Regions from separate parts of the Mus musculus genome. Here regions 2 and 3 are each linked to region 1. The links are chromatin contacts, called in public HiChIP or PLAC-seq maps. All regions are on one chromosome and are shown on one strand. Each heading gives the region's core, a stretch centred on a gene start, on an enhancer-like site or on the middle of the called end of the contact. The rest is flanking DNA. Distances are from core to core; before and after follow the strand shown. Region 1 holds the start of Ajuba (ajuba LIM protein). Region 2 holds the start of Acin1 (apoptotic chromatin condensation inducer 1). Region 3 holds the start of Lrp10 (low-density lipoprotein receptor-related protein 10).

Evidence for each region. HiChIP or PLAC-seq counts read pairs in DNA pulled down with a chosen protein or histone mark.
Region 2: an H3K27ac HiChIP or PLAC-seq map of trophoblast stem cells shows a contact between it and region 1, with 38 read pairs. The contact joins the promoter of Acin1 here to the promoter of Ajuba in region 1. A contact is called at or near these places in 8 of 39 promoter capture datasets (3T3-L1-derived adipocytes, embryonic stem cells, hematopoietic stem and progenitor cells and 4 more), 21 of 484 Hi-C or Micro-C datasets (B cells, the Ba/F3 cell line, the G1E-ER4 cell line and 11 more), 11 of 115 datasets of contacts at active chromatin or transcription factors (the 230-238 cell line, the SCID.adh cell line, effector CD8 T cells and 6 more) and 3 of 9 other capture datasets (adipose tissue, liver and pancreatic islet).
Region 3: a contact with region 1 is called in an H3K4me3 HiChIP or PLAC-seq map of embryonic stem cells, with 31 read pairs. The contact joins the promoter of Lrp10 here to the promoter of Ajuba in region 1. A contact is called at or near these places in 12 of 39 promoter capture datasets (the 3T3-L1 cell line, 3T3-L1-derived adipocytes, the HPC-7 cell line and 9 more), 1 of 15 datasets of contacts at CTCF or cohesin (CD8 T cells), 10 of 484 Hi-C or Micro-C datasets (double positive thymocytes, effector CD8 T cells, embryonic fibroblasts and 5 more), 13 of 115 datasets of contacts at active chromatin or transcription factors (bone marrow-derived macrophages, effector CD8 T cells, embryonic stem cells and 8 more) and 3 of 9 other capture datasets (adipose tissue, liver and pancreatic islet).

The regions. Positions count from the first base shown.
Region 1 is chr14:54,575,521-54,579,575 of GRCm38.p6, reverse strand. It overlaps Ajuba (ajuba LIM protein), which reads left to right and starts at 1,915. Exons shown (of 8, transcript NM_010590.5): 1 at 1,915-3,344. The coding sequence starts at 2,312.
Region 2 is chr14:54,685,574-54,689,683 of GRCm38.p6, reverse strand. It overlaps Acin1 (apoptotic chromatin condensation inducer 1), which reads left to right and starts at 2,753. Exons shown (of 19, transcript NM_023190.3): 1 at 2,753-3,215. The coding sequence starts at 2,904. 1700123O20Rik (RIKEN cDNA 1700123O20 gene) reads right to left here and starts at 3,513. Exons shown (of 2, transcript NM_021437.2): 1 at 2,564-3,513.
Region 3 is chr14:54,461,838-54,465,797 of GRCm38.p6, reverse strand. It overlaps Lrp10 (low-density lipoprotein receptor-related protein 10), which reads right to left and starts at 1,651. Exons shown (of 7, transcript NM_022993.3): 1 at 1,187-1,651; 2 at 850-894; 3 at 89-224. The coding sequence starts at 1,223.

The DNA of each region.
Region 1 (4,055 bases), core at 666-3,165:
CCCATCTCAAAAAACTAAATAACAGGGTCACTTTCCTCTTCACCCCCAAAGTCAAAACTTCTAAATATTAGAGGTGTGCTGAGACCTCAGACATCCCTGGAAGACCCTCAATCATCCTTGCATCAGGGGGTAGGGGTGGGGGTTGGGCAGGACCCTCATGCTAGTTGTGAAAAAGCTGCCCACAATGGGTTGCAACCTGACAGGTTACTTCGTTACTGATGTTTTTAGCCTCAGAGGAAAATTTAGAGATCAGAGAAAAGCTGTAGTCTTGACCAGGGACAGACTGGCTATCTAGAGAAATCAATTCTGAGTTAAAATACAACTTAGACAAAGAGGTCAGTTTCCTTGTCCTTTTGGTGTGGTTTGGGGACGCCCCGTAGCCCTGACTGACACTGAACTCACAGATCATCTTGCCTGTGCCTCCCTGAGTGCCTGGGTTAATTGCAGTGTCAGAATCCCTGGCCTTTTTGTTTTGAGAGAAAGGTTTATGTAGCACAGGCTGTCCTAGAACTCACTACATAACCCAGACCGACCTCAAACCATCTGTTCTCCTGGCTTCAGACTTCTCAGTGCTGTGAATAGGTACGCAATGCCTGCCTTCTCCTCCCCACTCCCTAGGGATATAAAATTATAAAAGATTCTCAAAATATACAAATGAAAATAATATGCATGAGTTGTGTGCGTGTCATTTTCATAGACCCTAAATACAAAAAGGAAGCCAGATGTGGTGGCCCAGACCTTTAATTCCAGCACGTGAGAGGCAGAGGCAGGCAGGTCTCTGAGTTATAGGCCAGTCTGGTCTACAGAGTGAGTTCCAGGACAGCCAGGACTACCCAGAGGAACCCCACCCCCACCCCCACCCCCACCCCGTTTGGGGGTGGGTGGAAAGAAAGTAATTTCCCACCATTTCCTATCTCTCACCATCTGAGGTGTTATTTTTGGATAGAAAACAAAAGCTGCCTGGTTCTGGTTTTAGTCAAGCGTGTCTTTCCTTGATCATTGGTCATTATTACGTCTTACCCCTTTCCACCCTCAACATTTATCTAGTCCACTCCCCTTAAGAATGGCTGTCCACTCTGCCATCAGCCTCTTATGAGGAAGCCATGAGAGGGTCGGAGTTGGGAGAGTGTAACCTTGCCTGAAAAAATCACACTTTTTGATCTCTAGCCACCTAAAATGCTCGCTAAAAGTTTCACTTCTCAACACCAGGGGGTGTCTCTTCCCGTGTCTCGCTCTATTGCCCTTAGGGTTGCCTTAGTCCAAAACCTTTCTCCGTGTTTTTATGTACACACTAAATCTTCCTCTTGTCCCTCTAGCGACAGGGATCAGCCTGTTATTTTCCTCGCTTCTTTTCATATAAGCACATAAACCTCGTATCCTCCCACTCCACCATCAGAGAATCATGGGGCTAGAAAGTGCTTTTTTTATTGCAGCTTATCTGTTTGTCTCTCAAGTCTCCGGACCAACTTGTCCTTTCCCTGCTTTATGCATTCGTTGGTCTTGCAGCTCCCACACTTCTTGCCTGCGCCTCCTTGCCTCTCAGAGCTATCTTTACACACGGGTCTCTGGACCTCCTACATATCCACCTTTCATCTTCCTCTTACGGTTGGCCCCCTGTCTTATCACTTCTGTGACATCTCTCACCGTCTCCCCCGCAGTCCTCACTCTAGGAACAGTATCACGATATTTCTGTAGAACAAGCCCTTTTCTTCCCAACGTTGATGGATACATTCCACAGTGCCCCTCCGCGCATTCCAACTGTAAACAAAGAGTTCCTTTTCACTCCCCCTCCCCCAGTCTAAACTCTTGAATTTTGTGGACGCAGCTGCCCAATCTGCCCCTTGACCTTTTACGTCCTGTCTGCAGCTCTCCACCTCGGAGGCAGCTTCCACAGTTCCCTGCTTGTGATGCCCAGGAAATCCTTGCGCGGACACCTCAACCCGGGGTGCACACCGCGCTCCGCCCTTCCCGGAAAGTAGATCCGGCCAGGCAGACAAAAGTTTGGAGAAGTTGGGTCCGTGCAAGTGAGAGCCAGGGGGGCGGGCCGGGCCGGCGGGCGGTGGCGCGAGCGGACGCGTGGACAGACCTGCGGAGGACAGCCGCTACCGTGGGCCCTGCCAGCCGCGCGCGGACCCTCTCGCTGGGGCATGCTTCGGGATCGCGGGCACCCGGCACCTGGGCCGCTCGCTGAGCCCCCGTGAGTGACTTGCATCCCAGGAATCCGAGCCCCGGGGAACTCGAGCCCGGCCTCTGGCCGAAACACTGCAGCGTGCCGGGCGAGGAGGGGGCTGCAGGCCCCAGATCCGTGGGCATGGAACGGTTAGGGGAGAAAGCCAGTCGTCTGCTAGAAAAGTTGAGACTCTCGGACTCCGGCAGCGCCAAGTTCGGCCGCAGAAAGGGCGAAGCGAGCCGGTCTGGGTCTGATGGGACCCCCGGAGCAGGCAAGGGACGCTTAAGCGGGTTGGGGGGACCTAGGAAGTCAGGACACCGTGGAGCGAATGGGGGGCCTGGAGATGAACCTTTGGAACCGGCCAGGGAGCAAGGGCCCCTGGACGCCGAGCGGAACGCACGCGGCTCCTTTGAAGCGCAGCGCTTCGAAGGGTCCTTTCCCGGGGGGCCGCCGCCCACTCGAGCCCTGCCTCTGCCTCTGTCGTCGCCTCCTGATTTTCGGCTGGAGACCACGGCTCCAGCCCTTAGCCCTCGCTCCAGCTTCGCCAGTAGCTCGGCCAGCGATGCGAGCAAGCCATCTAGCCCCCGGGGCAGCCTGCTGCTGGACGGAGCCGGGGCCAGCGGAGCCGGAGGTAGCCGGCCGTGCAGCAATCGGACCAGCGGCATCAGCATGGGCTACGACCAGCGCCACGGGAGCCCGCTGCCCGCGGGGCCGTGCCTATTCGGCCTCCCGCTGACCACTGCTCCTGCGGGCTACCCTGGAGGGGCTCCGTCCGCCTACCCGGAGCTCCACGCTGCCCTGGACCGACTATGTGCCCATCGGTCCGTGGGATTCGGCTGCCAGGAGAGCCGTCACTCGTACCCCCCGGCCCTGGGCAGCCCCGGAGCTCTAACCGGAGCCGTGGTGGGAACAGCGGGTCCTTTGGAGAGACGTGGGGCGCAACCCGGACGACACTCGGTTACAGGCTACGGGGACTGCGCCGCGGGGGCCCGTTACCAGGACGAGCTAACAGCATTGCTGCGTTTGACCGTGGCTACCGGTGGGCGAGAAGCGGGTGCTCGCGGGGAACCCTCGGGGATTGAGCCGTCGGGTCTGGAGGAGTCTCCTGGTCCCTTCGTTCCAGAGGCCTCCCGATCACGGATACGGGAGCCAGAGGCCAGAGAAGATTACTTTGGTAAGTAGGAAAGAAGAAGCTAGGGAACCGAGAGACCGGTCAATGTGTGCGGTTACCCATCGCCCCGACAGCACAAATTGCTGGGGCCGGGAGTTGCAGGTGGAGACCCCAGATTTTTCTAATATGGAAAAGGGCGGACCCTAGAGCACTTGCTCAGTCCAGCCAGGTTTCTAATGGAACCAGGCTGATGATCCCTGACAAATTCAACTCTTGATTTTTCTCGGGAGTCCCATTTTTCTCAAGCATCGTGGCACGACGGCCTGTCGCAGTAGGAGGCCTCGGAAGGAGGAGGAGGCGCTGCGGGGCCAGGAGAGCATCCTCTCGCGCCCCCCTCGCGGCTGGGCTCCTGCAAGCTCCGGCGTGCCGCGCCCCCACCCGCTCCTTGCTCCACCCGTAGGAATTCGGGGAATGCGCGGGGGGCGGGGCGGGCGGCCGCGTGCGTGCCGACTCCTGCCCTGGCGCTCCAGGTGCCGTGGGCGACGCCCGCCAGGCGGAGGGGTGGGGAGCGTGTGCTTGCGTTGGGGGATGTTTGCTAGCTCCCGCGCAGTCTTGCCTGCTGTCGGGGAAATGGAGCCTGATAGGGAAGCCTGATAGGAAAGCAAGGATTCAAGTCCTGCCCGGTCCCGCCCCAGTCCTGATGGTGAGGTGTGTGCTGGTGGCCTTTTAAAATAGGCCAGTACCTATCCGCCTGTTTTCACCAGTTTCCGGAAA
Region 2 (4,110 bases), core at 1,504-4,003, 110 kb before region 1:
AACAGGACCCTTTCTTAGGGTAGGACTTAACTATGTATGTGTAGCCCCAGGCTGGCTGGGAATTTGGTCCTCCTGCTTCAGCTTCTTGAATATTGGGGTTACAAATGCATTTAACCACACCCACACGGAAGATCTGTTATTTTTATTTCTATACAATTACCTTAGGGAAGTCACCCAAGAATAACTTCACTTGGTATCTGCCAGCCTTATTTCCTTTTCAACACCACTGCCCTAAGTCAGGTGTGGCGGCTCAGATCTATAATCCCAGCGTGTAAAAGCTGGGATGAGGGACTGCCAAGAATGAGAAGCCAGCTTGGACTACATAGGAACAAAGTAAGTTCCAGGCCAGTCTAATCTACAGAGTGAGGCCCTATTTCAAAACAACATAAGAACAAAGAACGCAAACCAGGCATGGTGGCACATATGGCAGACCTGCTGGAGGCAGAAGTATCAGGAGTTAGAAGATCAGTCTCAGTTACATTGTTGTTCCAGGCCAGCCTGAGACAAAAAATAAAACAAAACAAAACAAAGACTCTACCTGACCACTGTTCCTGGTGGCCTTTGTTCTAGCACATTAACTTTTATTTGCTTTTATTTGAAGCTAAATTTATTCACATGCTGGAAGTTTTTTCCAACAGTCTCTTCTAGGATGTCTTTTCTTCTTTGTCGCCTCCTCTTCTGGCTTAGGAACAGCTCCTTTTCCGTGAGGAACATTTCAATGTGGCAGACAAGCTCACGTGAGTTTGTCTGACCCTATTTTGGGTGTTTTGCTCTGGCTATTGTCAGTGACCACAGAATCTATAGCACAACCTGGAAGTTCAGCATTTTCAAGCATGGATAGCAAAAATCCAACACTCTTCCACCAGTCATATGTCTAGACCTACTGCTTATTGTTGGCACACTTAACAACTCTACTGCTATACTACCTACAAATCACACACTGCTTCTTTAAAGGGACACCTTTTAGATGCTGGATGGCTTTCTAAGTACACACAGCCTTGATGGCCTTGGCAATTTCATAGGTGACAGACACCTGAACGTCTTGGTTTGAATGATTTGGGGGCAGAGGTTCCTGTACCAAGAGAAGAGTAATTATTTTCAGTTACCTCGAGTCTTAGAGAAAAATCTCGCAGGCCTCAAATTCAAGATTCTCCTGCCTCAGCCTTGAAGTGTTGTTGGTGTTACAGACTGCAGGCATGCCACCTACCTATAGTCTCTCTCCCCACATCCCTTCTGATTTTATAGTCAGTCTGAACTGTGAAGTGTCACCACAGCACTTCTGTGATGCTAGCGATTCACTTTCTACTCTCCAGAACCCGTGCATCAAGTGACCTGAAACCACCTGTAGCTTCAGCTCCTGATCTGAACTTTGAACTCTGTGAGACAGGCACATACCCATAGACAGACACACATATACACAAAATAATAAAAACAAGCCAGATGGTGGGGAAGCCCTTAATCCCAGCACTTGGGAGGCACTCACAAGCAATCTCTAGTTCATAGCCAGCCTGGTCTACAGAATGAGTTCTAACACAGCTAGGGCTACACAGAGAAACCCTGTCTTGAAAAGAACCAAACACATAATAAGGAAAGGCAAGCAGCTGAGGCAACCTGGGTAGTAAAGAAAGAAATGATCAAAACCCACACAGAAAACACATCTTGCTTGCTCTCTCTCTAAAATTAAAGTGTGCAGCTTTTTAAACTTTGGTACAAGCAACTGGCCCTAACAGTTTGTTCCACAGTTACACAAGTGTGTGTGTGTTGGAGAGACATGATGCAAGAACCCTCTGTGCAATGCGTACACAGTCTCTGAAATCTGTTTTAAAAAATTTATGTTCTATGACCCCCTTATTAAATTCTGTACCACACCAGTAAACTTTAGAGCAGGCTAAGTCTTGTCTCAAATAAGGTAGCAGAAAATCAGAAGCCACACTAACTTTTTTCAGGTTCTGAAAAAAAAAATGCCTTTGCTTTCTTGACTTGGCCTAAAAAGTGTGCTATTGATGCACATCTCTGAACAGTTTTCCTTAATGGTTTATACCTGCAAGTGCCACTGACTTTGCATTATGTGTGCAAATGTAAGCCAACTTATTCCAAAATGTTTCCGTCCTACAGTTTGTTTCTCCAACAACGAAAACCTTCACCTCTCTATGACCGTAATTACTACTGCTGTTCCTACCTCTTCAAGTTGGAAGATTTGTATCGACAAAGAATAGAATCCCTAAACGTAAGTTCTAAGTCCCGGTTCAGGGTGACTGCCAGTTTCAAAGTGGCTCTACAGGGAGAAGTTTCTCCTAAAACTTCTCTTTTTCAGAGAAAGGTAATTTTTAACCCAGGGTCTTGCTACATGGCTTCCATGGTTATTGTCATTAATAAACTCAAAAGACCTGATTTTTCTTTTTCCCACGTAGGAAGCCGCAGGTCTCTCATTCCTTAGCCCCACAGGACAAAGTATTTCTTACACAGAATGGCCGGGATATAGAAGATGGAAGCAGGAGGGGTCCCCAAAAACCTGCAGACACCAAGTCTCATCTGGCCTAGGAGAGACTTCTTTTCCTCTTACCTTCCTTTTCCCCTTGGAAGACGCCCAGAGATCACAAGAGTCCTTCAGCTCCTGCTCCAACTCTCCGAGCCTCTTCCATGTTTCCTGAAAACCCGAAGCAGAGCCAGCCCCCAGTAACCCACGCACTTCCGGTCCGGAACCAGCCCCAAATACCCAAGTGCCCCAGCGCCCCGGCCCCCAGGTCCGGAGATAGCCGAATATCTCCGATTATGGGTATGCCAGATTCGAGGGCTTCCGAAGAGATTCGATTCAAAGCCCCGGCAAGCCGAAAACAAACGAGCCTGAAAGCCAGATGGGAGGGGCCAGCCGCTAGGTAGATGGAAAAAGCCGATTGGTACCGATGTGGGGACGGAAACGACCGAACAGCTCCGGAGAAACCCGGGGAATTCTGAGCGGTAATAGAGGGGTAGACTATGGCAGTGGGCGGGGCCAATCCGGTCCGTTCGAAGGGCGTTGGCGGAAATTACCGAAGATGCCCGAAGCCGTCGGGACGGACCCGAGTACCTCACGCAAGATGGCGGAGCTGGAGGAGGTGACTCTGGACGGGAAGCCTCTTCAGGCTCTGCGGGTGACCGACCTGAAGGCCGCACTGGAGCAGCGAGGCCTAGCCAAGAGCGGGCAGAAGAGTGCCCTGGTCAAGCGGCTCAAAGGGGTGAGAAGTCAGCGTTGCCGAGGTGTCGGAGGGGAGCGGACCCGGTAGAGACGAGTCTCCGCCGCGGCGCAGGCGCAGTGTCCGGGCTCGGCGCGAGCTCTCTCAGGCCGCCAGCGCGAGCCTGCAGATCCACGCGCACGGTGGTTGGTGTGGCTGGCGCTGGGATAGAGATAACGCCGGTTCCCGCCTTAACGGCAGCGGCGCGAGCCCAAAATGGGAGGGTGCGCGCTACTCTCCCGGAGTGTCTTAAGCTCCTTCCTTCTTCCCCCACCCCCTCCTTGTTTGTGTCTGTGTTGTCGGCGCATGCGCTGCAGAAGGAGTTAAATCCCTCTACAACCACCGGTGTGGCTGGCCTTAAGGGGGCGAGCAGGGCTGGGTCCGAGTTAGGGATACAGTTGGGCGGATGGGGTTGCTGTCTATGTCTGCAATAGGACATTTGTGATAGGGTAAAAAATGTCCGCTCGACTAGATTAAGTGAAAGGAAACCTTGATAGAAAGACTTGGTCAGAGACGGCTGTCTAATTTATAGGGAATCGAGCAGCAGTCTGGATAAGTATTTGGTGGCTATTGGTACGAGAGGTGAGACAGATTACTTTAGGCTGGGGATTTTGTGTCGGTTTGAGTAGTGAGGGTGAGCTTGTCGGGAGGTACACATACTGTGTATCGCTTTGGTGTAAATGGAGGGAAAGAAGGTGAGCTGAACTAGTGTTATTAGAGTTCATTAGCATACGTGACTCGTAATACTGATGGGGACTCTGGGTCAGTTCAGGGTTTGAGTTGACAGACCGTTGCTTATCCCGAAGCTGACAGTTTGTGGGTGGGTGTGGATTAGGTCAGACCACTGGTTACAAGGTCTGTGGTTAGTTTCCCTGTGAAATTTTTAATACATTTTATT
Region 3 (3,960 bases), core at 402-2,901, 110 kb after region 1:
GTAATATCATAGAAAGGTGATCAAAGGCTTTTTCAGAGGGAGAGGGAAGGGGCAGTAGAGAGAAATGGGGACTTGCCTTATTTCTCACCTGACAGTTACTGTCTGATCCTTGCTGCCCAGGATAACCCAGGTGCAGTTGGCAGGGGAGCTTCGGCTGTCCCGGCCTAGAGGCCTCTGTAAAGTGCCTTGTACTTCTGAGAGCACAGCTGGGGGCGCCTCACAAGCTAGAGGGAGAAGGGGGGGGAGACACTGGTAGAGTTCTTTAATATTCTTCTTCCCCTCTGAATGCCTCAAGATGGCAAAAATCTCCACCCACCAGTTACAGCCAACTGGTCCCTCTCCATTTTTTTTTTTTTTTGGTTTGTTTGTTTAAAAACAAAAACCTTTTGTAACCTAGGATATCCTCAAAGTCACTATATAGCTGAGGCTGGCCTTGAACTGATTCTCCTTCCTCTGCCTCTCAAGTGCTGGGATTATAGGAGTTGACAACCCTACTCCTTTTCCATATTCTTTATACTTCATCTTAAGTATTCACACTATAAGTAATGTTACTGTAGGCTTTGTGCCAGCCACAGGGTCAGTTGGCAGAGAAATACTGTTTCTACTCTCAGGAAGACCTTACCCTAACTAGGGAGACAAAACACGGATATTACACATAAAAAAACGAGATGGTTCTTAACAACTACCAGGTGCCAGTTCACATTGAGCCTCAGTTTCCCCTTCTGTAAAGTAATGGATGATACCTATTCTAAAATTACAGCAGACTCCAGGATCCAGGGGAGAGATTCTTTTCTCTAGGGTGCATCTTCATTCCCATGCCCCAGAACCCTAGGAACTCGCTTTACTTACCAGAACGTGGGAAAGTGATCCGGTCTGGGCGGGCCAGAGCACCTCCTAGAGGGGGAATCGAGAAAGGGCAGCAGAGAGAGTCAAGTTTTCTTCACCTGGGCAACTCCAAGGGGAGGCCCATCTGAGACTTCCGGACAGTTTATAGGAAGGGGTAGAGGAGCCGGAAGGAGGTGCGTGACCTCGCCGAAAGGTCGCCTTCCCTGGCTGTGAGTGGGAGGGACAGTGTGGGACAGCCCGAGAGGAGGCCGAGGCTCGACGGGGCGGCGGTCGCAGGGGTCGTGGGTCACCAAGGAGGGCGCGGGACGGCGGGCAGTGACACCGGGGCGGGGACTCTTACCGAGGAGGAGGAAAAGAAGAGGGAGGGCCGATAGCATCCTGGGTTGAACAGGGGTGCCGGCAGGGTCCCGGGGCGCCTCTTGTCTACCTGGCAGGAAGCTCCTCGCCGGGTGGGGGCTGCATAGCCCCGGTGCGACCCAGGCTCGGGGTGCCAGGGCTGGACGCACGGCGGAGAGGAACAGGCGTGACGCCTCTTGCTAACTTCAGAGTTGATCGCTCCTTACCAGTGCCCGGCGGTGCTCGCCCGGAAGGCCGCGAGCGCCCCGGCCAGGCCCGGCCGCACCTGCCGGGCTCGACGCTGCGTCCTCCGCGGACCAAACTTTGTGGACTGCCCGTCCCCGAGCCGGCGTGCGGCTCGGTCCCCGCGGCCCTTAGGGGACGGCGGCTTTGCACAGCTCGCGGTGCCCCAGCGGACCCCGGCCGAAGCCCAGCAGCCGGCGACGAGGGGCGCGGCCAGCTTGGCCCCACCCCTGCCAGTCACCGCGCGGCCACGCCCACCTGCGCTCAGCTCCTTTCCGGGTTGCTTTTGCCGTCACGCTCCGGATCGCCCTTTGGCTGCCGCCTGCGTTATCTTTCAGATGTGTCTTGTCAAAGGATGTCTGCTTTTCCCGCCGTAACTGCTACGTGTCTTTGGACCCTTAAATCCTCAGTACTTTTTCTTCACCCAGCGCCTTAGATCCCGTAGCGCTTCTGGTAGTAAGCCTTTACTGAACCAATTACCAGGCGCTATTATAATTATCTGTTACAATGTTTATTCATCACTCCCGCCCCCGCCTCAGCTTTGGAAACTGACACTTCCTGTAGGCTGGGGCCTAGACTGGGTACCTTTGTCCCAAGAGTGTTGCTTGCTCTCCTGCTGAGATGCAGTGATCTCTACGAATGGTAAAGACATAATATGGCTTCACTTGCTGGATCCGTGAACTTGAGAAAATTACTCCTCCGTTCAAGCAGTCCTGTAAAAATTGAGGGTCATGATAGTGTGACTCCCTCCTATGGTACTTGTGAACATTTAGGGTAACATTGTAGATTGAGCCCTAAGCACGTTGGCAGACATAGGAAGTGAGGTGTTTCTATCTGATAGCAACAATTATTCTCAGTTACAGGGTAGTATTATTAAATTTTGTGGGTTTCCGGTTTCCTGTGGCACAGGTGGGTAATATTTACAAAAGAATAACAAGTTGAATATTTTTTTTCACATTTCAGGCTTATACCTAAGTACATTTAGTATACATATAGTAAATATTTAACAGCGAGATGTTTGTTCCTCTTGTCAACAGTCCTGTGAGGTAGTCTATGGTTACTTCCATTTTACAGATAAGGAAGTGCTGGCATGGAGAAGTTTAGTAATACCTTCCCCAAATCTGAATATTCAAATCTGAATGGCTCCCACTGTTTTAAACAATTTGAGCACCAACATAGTGCCACAGGTGGGAAATTCCATACAGTAAAACTTTGTTTCATCTTCAGCATTGCTAAAAATACTTGATTAAATTTATCATCAGGCTACTTGTGATGTGTATATGAAACATGAATAAATGCCATCTACCTGTGTGCTGTGGCATACATTGCAACTTGTGTGTGTGTGTGTGGATGAATGATTAAAATAAATGTCAACAAATATTTTCAGTGCTTCTAGAGAATCACTCACCATCTGCTAGGTATTAATCATAGCATTTTGCATATATTATCTCACTGAAAGGTGACCACACCTCTGAGAAGTCAGTGTTGGAAACTGAGTCACAAATAGTTGAGATACCTTGTTTCTAAATCAAACTCTTGGCATATAAAAGAGCTAGACTCAGACAACAAGACTCAGTCAAGTTGTCTGGACCAGACTCCCTGCTGCTAGAGATGACATGGTAGATTCTAGAATCCTCAGATCAAAGACTTTGTTTGTTTTTGAGAGGTCTCTTGTATCCTAGGCTGGCTTTGAACTCCTGGTTCTCTTGCCTCTACTTCCAAGTGATGGCATCATAAACCCGTCACCATGTCCAGCTGGAACAAGAATTTTAACACCTGACTACTTTCTAGGATAGATTTTATGTAAAAACAGCTGGTCATGTTGGTGTATACCTTTAGTTTCAGCACTCAAGGGTTCAAGGCAGGTAGATCTTTACGGGTTTGAGACCTGTCTTGTCTACCTAGTAAGTTTCAGGCAAGCCAATACTACACAATGAGGCCCTATCTCAAATACAAACACACTTGACTGTTTGTAAATAAGGAACGAGGTTATCTGCCAACTAGTCACCTGTATTGAGATTTATTGCGCAACTTTCTGCAAACTACATTTCCCAGGTTCCCTTTCAGAATAATCTCAGTGCAGTCTCAGCTCTTGGGGAAGATTGGGATGAGGAGGAGGAAGGAGGATCCGGGATGTGCCCTACACCCCTGCTTTAACTTTGGGTGGGGCAGGAGCTATCTCTCTGCCCTGGTTTCAGCTGTGGCTGGGTAGCTTAACCTCTAGCTACTCAGGTTCTCCCCCTTCCTTCCTTCCTTCCTTCCTTCCTTCCTTCCTTCCTTCCTTCCTTCCTTCCTTCCTTCCTTCCTTCCTTCCTTCCTTCCTTCCTTCCTTCCTTCCTCAGCTTCTCTTGACTTTCTCAGCATCTCCTTTCAGAATTTTGGCAAATTTGTCTTATCTGTACATATTTCTTCCATGTACTCCCAACTTATTTCTCCCCAAGATTTATTTATTTATTTATTTATTTTGGTTTTTCGAGACAGGGTTTCTCTGTGTAGCCCTGGCTGTCCTGGCACTCACTTTGTAGACCAGGCTGG